Regions from separate parts of the Mus musculus genome. Here region 2 is linked to region 1. Evidence: chromatin contacts called from public Hi-C data. All regions are on one chromosome and are shown on one strand. Each heading gives the region's core, a stretch centred on a gene start, on an enhancer-like site or on the middle of the called end of the contact. The rest is flanking DNA. Distances are from core to core; before and after follow the strand shown. Region 1 holds the start of Rrs1 (ribosome biogenesis regulator 1). Region 2 holds the start of Rdh10 (retinol dehydrogenase 10 (all-trans)).

The links. A called contact is a pair of places that touch in the nucleus more often than the background predicts.
Region 2: a Hi-C map of erythroblasts shows a contact between it and region 1, with 9 times the contacts expected there. The contact joins the promoter of Rdh10 here to the promoter of Rrs1 in region 1. A contact is called at or near these places in 4 of 484 Hi-C or Micro-C datasets (CD4 T cells, CD8 T cells, erythroblasts and 1 more).

Annotation. Positions count from the first base shown.
Region 1 is chr1:9,544,035-9,546,976 of GRCm38.p6, forward strand. It overlaps Rrs1 (ribosome biogenesis regulator 1), which reads left to right and starts at 1,374. Exons shown (of 1, transcript NM_021511.2): 1 at 1,374-2,942. The coding sequence starts at 1,490. The coding sequence ends at 2,587.
Region 2 is chr1:16,104,325-16,107,266 of GRCm38.p6, forward strand. It overlaps Rdh10 (retinol dehydrogenase 10 (all-trans)), which reads left to right and starts at 1,558. Exons shown (of 6, transcript NM_133832.3): 1 at 1,558-1,982. The coding sequence starts at 1,694. Rpl7 (ribosomal protein L7) reads right to left here and starts at 109. Exons shown (of 7, transcript NM_011291.5): 1 at 41-109. The coding sequence starts at 54.

The DNA.
Region 1 (2,942 bases), core at 124-2,623:
CAAAAATGATTTGGATGACTCCATATGCAACTAAGGCTAGCCTTGAACACCTGGCCCTCCTGCCTCTTTCTCTAGAGTGCTGGGATTATACACCATACCCAGTTTAGTCTGCATTTTTTAAATGTCTATTTATGGGGGACGGGGAAGGCAGTGAAGGATGGAGATAACAATGATACCTGTATGAAAGCACCATATTGAAAATAATTACTTTGCATTCTAACCAAAAACTTAGTTTAAAAAATGGAACTGGACACTGGATATTGCATGCCTGAAACACTAATGCTTGAGAGAGAGGTAGGAGAATCAAGAAGTTCTCAGTGGTGGTGCACACCTTTAATCCCAGCACTTGGGAGGCAGAGGAAAGCAGATTTCTGAGTTCGAAGCCAGCCTGGTCTACAGAGTGAGTTCCAGGACAGCCAGGGCTATACAGAGAAACCCTGTCTCAAAAAATAACAAAAAACAAACAAACAAAAAAGAAGTCAAGTTCTCTTTCGATGTACAGGGAGTTCAAGCTCGGCCTCCGGTTCATGTGATCTAAACTAAAAAATAAATAAATCAGTAAAAGTCTACTTATGTGACAAGACAAAAAAACCAACCAAACAAACAAACAAACAAAACACTTTTTTGGATGACATTAGATGAACATGTGCCCATTCTAACACCGGACTGAGGTAAAAACCTATAAAAATAGATGGCAGTAAATAGTAAACTGAGATTTTTAACTCCCTAGGCCACCATGACTACTGAATAAAAACTATTTGGTTTTCACTGGATCTTAGCCTTCCTCCAAGCTTATTAACACATTTACCTTTAAAACACTCCTGGATACTACCAGAGTCTCCATCTTCCACGATTTTTCAGGCCTACACAAATATCACAGGAACAAACAATGGCATGGCCAGAATTGGTGCCCAGGCCACGTACAGACAAACTGCAAGCCCTACTAAGTCGCAAAACAATGCCTAACTTGGACAGGTATCCGTGGGATCTGTCTCCGCTCACACCTAGGGCACAGAGAACGGGCTATAACTCTGGGGAAATAATTTGTCTCGCCCCAAACACCTCTGTAATAGATTTACCCATAGACACTGTGGTGTAGACGCTCCATTCGGAAGCTACAATGCAGGCACTTCCAAGAGTTTGAGCAGCCCGCGTCCTACTGCACTACCTCTGCCCCACAGCATGCTGGGAAACGTAGTCCCAACCAGGTCCTGAGCTGGTTAGCCAACCCTCAGCGCCAGTCGGGCCAACATCCGGTGACGAATCCAAGTCCCGCCTCTAAGCCCATCTGCTGTCCAATGCCGCCCTCTGCCGGTCTTTACCTCCCCGCCTAGCTGTGAGCCGCTTCCAGACAACCCGGAAGTGATCTTTCCTCTTCCGGATTACGGGTCCGGACGTCCGCACGTGGTTGCCGGTTTAGGGTGCTGCTGTAGTGGCGATACGTCCCGCCGCTGTCCCGAAGTGAGGGATCCGAGCCGCAGCGAGAGCCATGGAGGGCCAGCGCGTGGAGGAGCTGCTGGCCAAGGCAGAGCAGGAGGAGGCGGAGAAGCTGCAGCGCATCACGGTGCACAAGGAGCTGGAGCTGGAGTTCGACCTGGGCAACCTGCTGGCTTCGGACCGCAACCCCCCGACCGTGCTGCGCCAGGCCGGGCCGTCGCCGGAGGCCGAGCTGCGGGCCCTGGCGCGGGACAACACGCAGCTGCTCATCAACCAGCTGTGGCGGCTGCCGACCGAGCGCGTGGAGGAGGCGGTGGTCGCGCGCTTGCCGGAGCCCGCCACTCGCCTGCCCCGCGAGAAGCCGCTGCCCCGACCACGGCCGCTCACCCGCTGGCAGCAGTTCGCGCGCCTTAAGGGAATCCGTCCCAAGAAGAAGACCAACCTCGTGTGGGACGAGGCGAGTGGCCAGTGGCGGCGCCGTTGGGGCTACAAGCGCGCCCGGGATGACACTAAAGAATGGCTGATCGAGGTGCCTGGGAGCGCCGACCCCATGGAAGACCAGTTCGCCAAGAGGACTCAGGCCAAGAAAGAACGCGTGGCCAAGAATGAGCTGAACCGTCTGCGGAACCTGGCTCGCGCGCACAAGATGCAGATGCCCAGCTCAGCCGGCCTGCACCCTACTGGACACCAGAGTAAGGAAGAGCTGGGCCGCGCCATGCAAGTGGCCAAGGTTTCCACCGCTTCGGTGGGACGCTTCCAGGAGCGCCTTCCCAAGGAGAAAGCTCCCCGGGGCTCCGGCAAGAAGAGGAAGTTTCAGCCCCTCTTTGGGGACTTCGCAGCCGAGAAAAAGAACCAGTTGGAGCTACTTCGAGTCATGAACAGCAAGAAACCTCGGCTGGACGTGACGAGGGCCACCAACAAGCAGATGAGGGAAGAGGACCAGGAGGAGGCTGCCAAGAGGAGGAAAATGAGCCAGAAAGGCAAGAGGAAAGGGGGCCGGCAAGGACCTTCGGGCAAGAGAAAGGGCGGCCCGCCGGGTCAGGGAGAAAAGAGGAAAGGAGGCTTGGGAAGCAAAAAGCATTCCTGGCCTTCTGCTTTAGCTGGCAAGAAGAAAGGAGTGCCGCCCCAAGGTGGGAAGAGGAGGAAGTAGCGTTCTCCCCTCGGGACCAGTTCTGAAAAGCTGGGACTGTACTAAAAGTTAACTTGGGCGGTATAGGTGGCCGCTGCCCTCAGTGACATTTGACATTAAAAGGACGGGTTTGCCTTCCCTCGAGTCAGTGCTGGACGAGTTAATAGAGACACTGACTGGAAATTGGTGTATTTTGAGAATTATAGAAATGATATAGCCAGAACCAGGAATAAGTTAAGGCCTGCCTTTTTATCTTGACTTTGGATACTGCGTTACAGTAGATTGGTTTCAACATTTTTGCATTATTTTTATAACAAAGCTTGTGTATTTATCAAAGCGGGGAGGGCGGGGGAAAATTATATCTACCTGTGATTTG
Region 2 (2,942 bases), core at 308-2,807, 6.6 Mb after region 1:
GGATGGAGAAGGATTCTGGGGGAGAGAAGAATCGACTTACGGAACAGCCTCCATGGTTCCAGCCGGAAAAGAAGAGAGAAAGGTGGCGCATGCGCACTGTCTCCTTAAAGGTCTCAGGGCGCGAAGCCCCACGCCTTATAGCTGTCCTGAGATAAGCCGGAAAATAATCTAGAATTGAGATTTTTGCACTTTGCTGGCGCAAAATGAACAGCTTGGCTTAGTCACGGCCAGCCAACTTTATGGTAAAACTCATCGGAAAACAAATGCACTGAATACATTTTTTTTTTTTTTTTTTTTTTTTTTAATGAATAGAGTGGGGACACCTCGTCAGCTCTGGGCTTAATTTCTCCAGGTTGCGTTGACAACCCTAGGGTCAGGCTCTGCGGAATTCGTTGGACCCAAAAGGCATGTTCAGGGATGTGAACTACAAGTCCCAGCATGCGTCGCTGCATAACCCGCGGGGCTGGAGGGCGACGTTGACCGACACTCTGGGCAGCCTTCGCGGCGGTGATTCCCATTAGGCTCACTAGAGTATGAGGCTTCACGTCCTCAGCGGCTAGCTGAGCTATGAAATCACTGTCTGTCACCTCCTCCGGCTCTCTGCGGCCCGTGGCCACGCAGCCCTGCTCCCCCACCTCGGCTGCGCTGCCGAGGTCCTTTTTCCGCCCGACTGCCGGGCTGTCTTCCGCAGCGCCTGATCATCGGCCGCCAGGTCCACAGTCCCTCGGTTGGCGAAAGCAGCGAGACCGGGAAGAGTGATGACCCGAAGGTCCGAGGAGGATGGGGGGGTTCGCTGCTGCGGGACCCGGCAGGCGCAAGCCACGGCGACCCTCAGCAGGGGGCGTGAGCCGCGAAGAGTGGCACGACGAGGGCGGGAGCCTTCGGCCGCGGTCGTGGAAGAGGGGCTGCCCCGCGCGGTGGGGCGGCCGGCGGGAGGGCGAGCGGGGAGGGGAGGCTGGGCCGGGGGCGGGGTGCGACCGGGGGCGGGGAGGGCCGAGCTGAGGGAGGGCCGATGCCACTGCAGCGGCCGGCGCTTCCCGGCGGTGGGTTATATAGCGCGGAGTGTGGAGCTACCTCAGAGCCGGCTGGGAACGCTCAGACGCTGCGGGGCCCCGTGCCCGAGTGACAGCGGCGCGAGTGCAGGGCAGGGGACCCGAGTCGCGCTGGCAGCTCGAGCGGTTGGCAGCCCTCGCGTGCGCCCCGCAAGTCGGCCCTTCCCGGCGCTGCCCGCACCCTCCCGCAACTTGAGTCAAGTTGACAACTCCCGCGTCCCGACGCATCCGCTCGGCGCACCCCTGTCCTAGGAAGACGGGGAGCCGCTGCAGCAGCGCCGGGGACGTTCGGGCGGCGGCGGCTTGGCCATGAGGGCAGCGCGCGTCGCCTAACTCGCGGCTGTCACCGCCGCTGCAGCGGGACTGGACGGACGGACGGACGCTGTGGGACAAACAGGCGGCCGCCAGCAGGAGGCGCCGAGCCGGGAGCAGCGGCAGGCACAGCCCGTGGCCACTGCGCCGAGCCCGGGCGGAACTGGCCCCGCGCAATTCAGCCCCGCAGCACCTCGGGGGCGGACTCCGGGCGCAGCCTTCGCGTCCGGATCGCGGTGACAAGCGCCTCCGGGGCCAGGAGCTGGGCTGTCTGGCGCAGGGAGAGTGAGGACACGGTGCTGGGCTGCTGCGGGACCCGGGGCGTCGCGATGAACATCGTAGTGGAGTTCTTCGTGGTCACTTTCAAAGTGCTGTGGGCGTTCGTGCTGGCCGCGGCGCGCTGGCTGGTGCGGCCCAAGGAGAAGAGCGTGGCCGGCCAGGTGTGCCTCATCACGGGCGCGGGCAGCGGCCTGGGCCGCCTCTTTGCTCTCGAGTTCGCCCGGCGCCGGGCGCTGCTGGTTCTCTGGGACATCAACACGCAGAGCAATGAGGAGACCGCAGGCATGGTTCGCCACATCTACCGGGACCTGGAGGCGGCCGACGCTGCTGCTCTGCAAGGTAATGCCTGTGTATTGTTGAGTCAAACATCTCCCCAGCCCGGAGGGTCTCCACTGCCTAGTGTCATGGGCAGCCTCGCTCTCCCGGAAAGGAACACCCCGCTGGTCTTCTGGAAGGCGAGTGGAATTTGCCCCTTGATAAGAGAGCAAGGTTTTCTGTGTTAGAAGACTGAAAGCGTGCAAAACATAGGAGATCCTGTTTCTTCGGTCCCAAGCTGAGGTTTCCTAAACTCTGCGAGTAGTGTAAGACAGGGGGAACTTGCTACCGCAGGTTTGGGTCCAAAAGTAATTTCTCAGTCTGATTTGCATGTGGCATGATGGGAAGATAGAGAGTCTTGAGAAGTTGTTTCCACAGTGGACTGAAACAGTTATCTGTTTCTGTGAGGTCTGAGCTGCTTAGACTTGGGCGCTATAGATCCTTTCACTATAACTTTAGCTCCTGGAAAATAATTACATTGTTTCCCCAGCCTTAAGTAAGTGCTTTAGTTACTAACCCTGAGTAAATATGAGTGCTTCCCTTCCTCTTGAGAAAGTGCTTTCTCTCGCCCCCCCCCGCCCCCCCCCCGCCTTTTGCAAAATTTCTCTCATGATTTGGAGGCACCCCAATCTACATCTTATGTGTTTAACAATTAGTTTGCGCCTGAAACTTTTTTAAAGCCTAAGTAGAGATCATGACCCACTATAGATACTGTTCTAGGAAAATTGGTGGCTAAATTGACTTGGGCTCCATTCTCCCATATACCTGTCATTTGTTACCAAACTTACCAGAAGCTGTGTGTTTTATGTAAGGTTCAAAATGTTACATTTTCAAAGCTAGTGTGGAGAGGCAACAAATTTGGGCATTTGTGCTCCCTACCCAATCTTAAAAGCAATGCTTTAGAGAAGAGATTTTGATTTCGATGCTGTTTGGACTCTAATGTGGTACACTTGCATATTATTAACCTCTAAACTTTATCTGTGA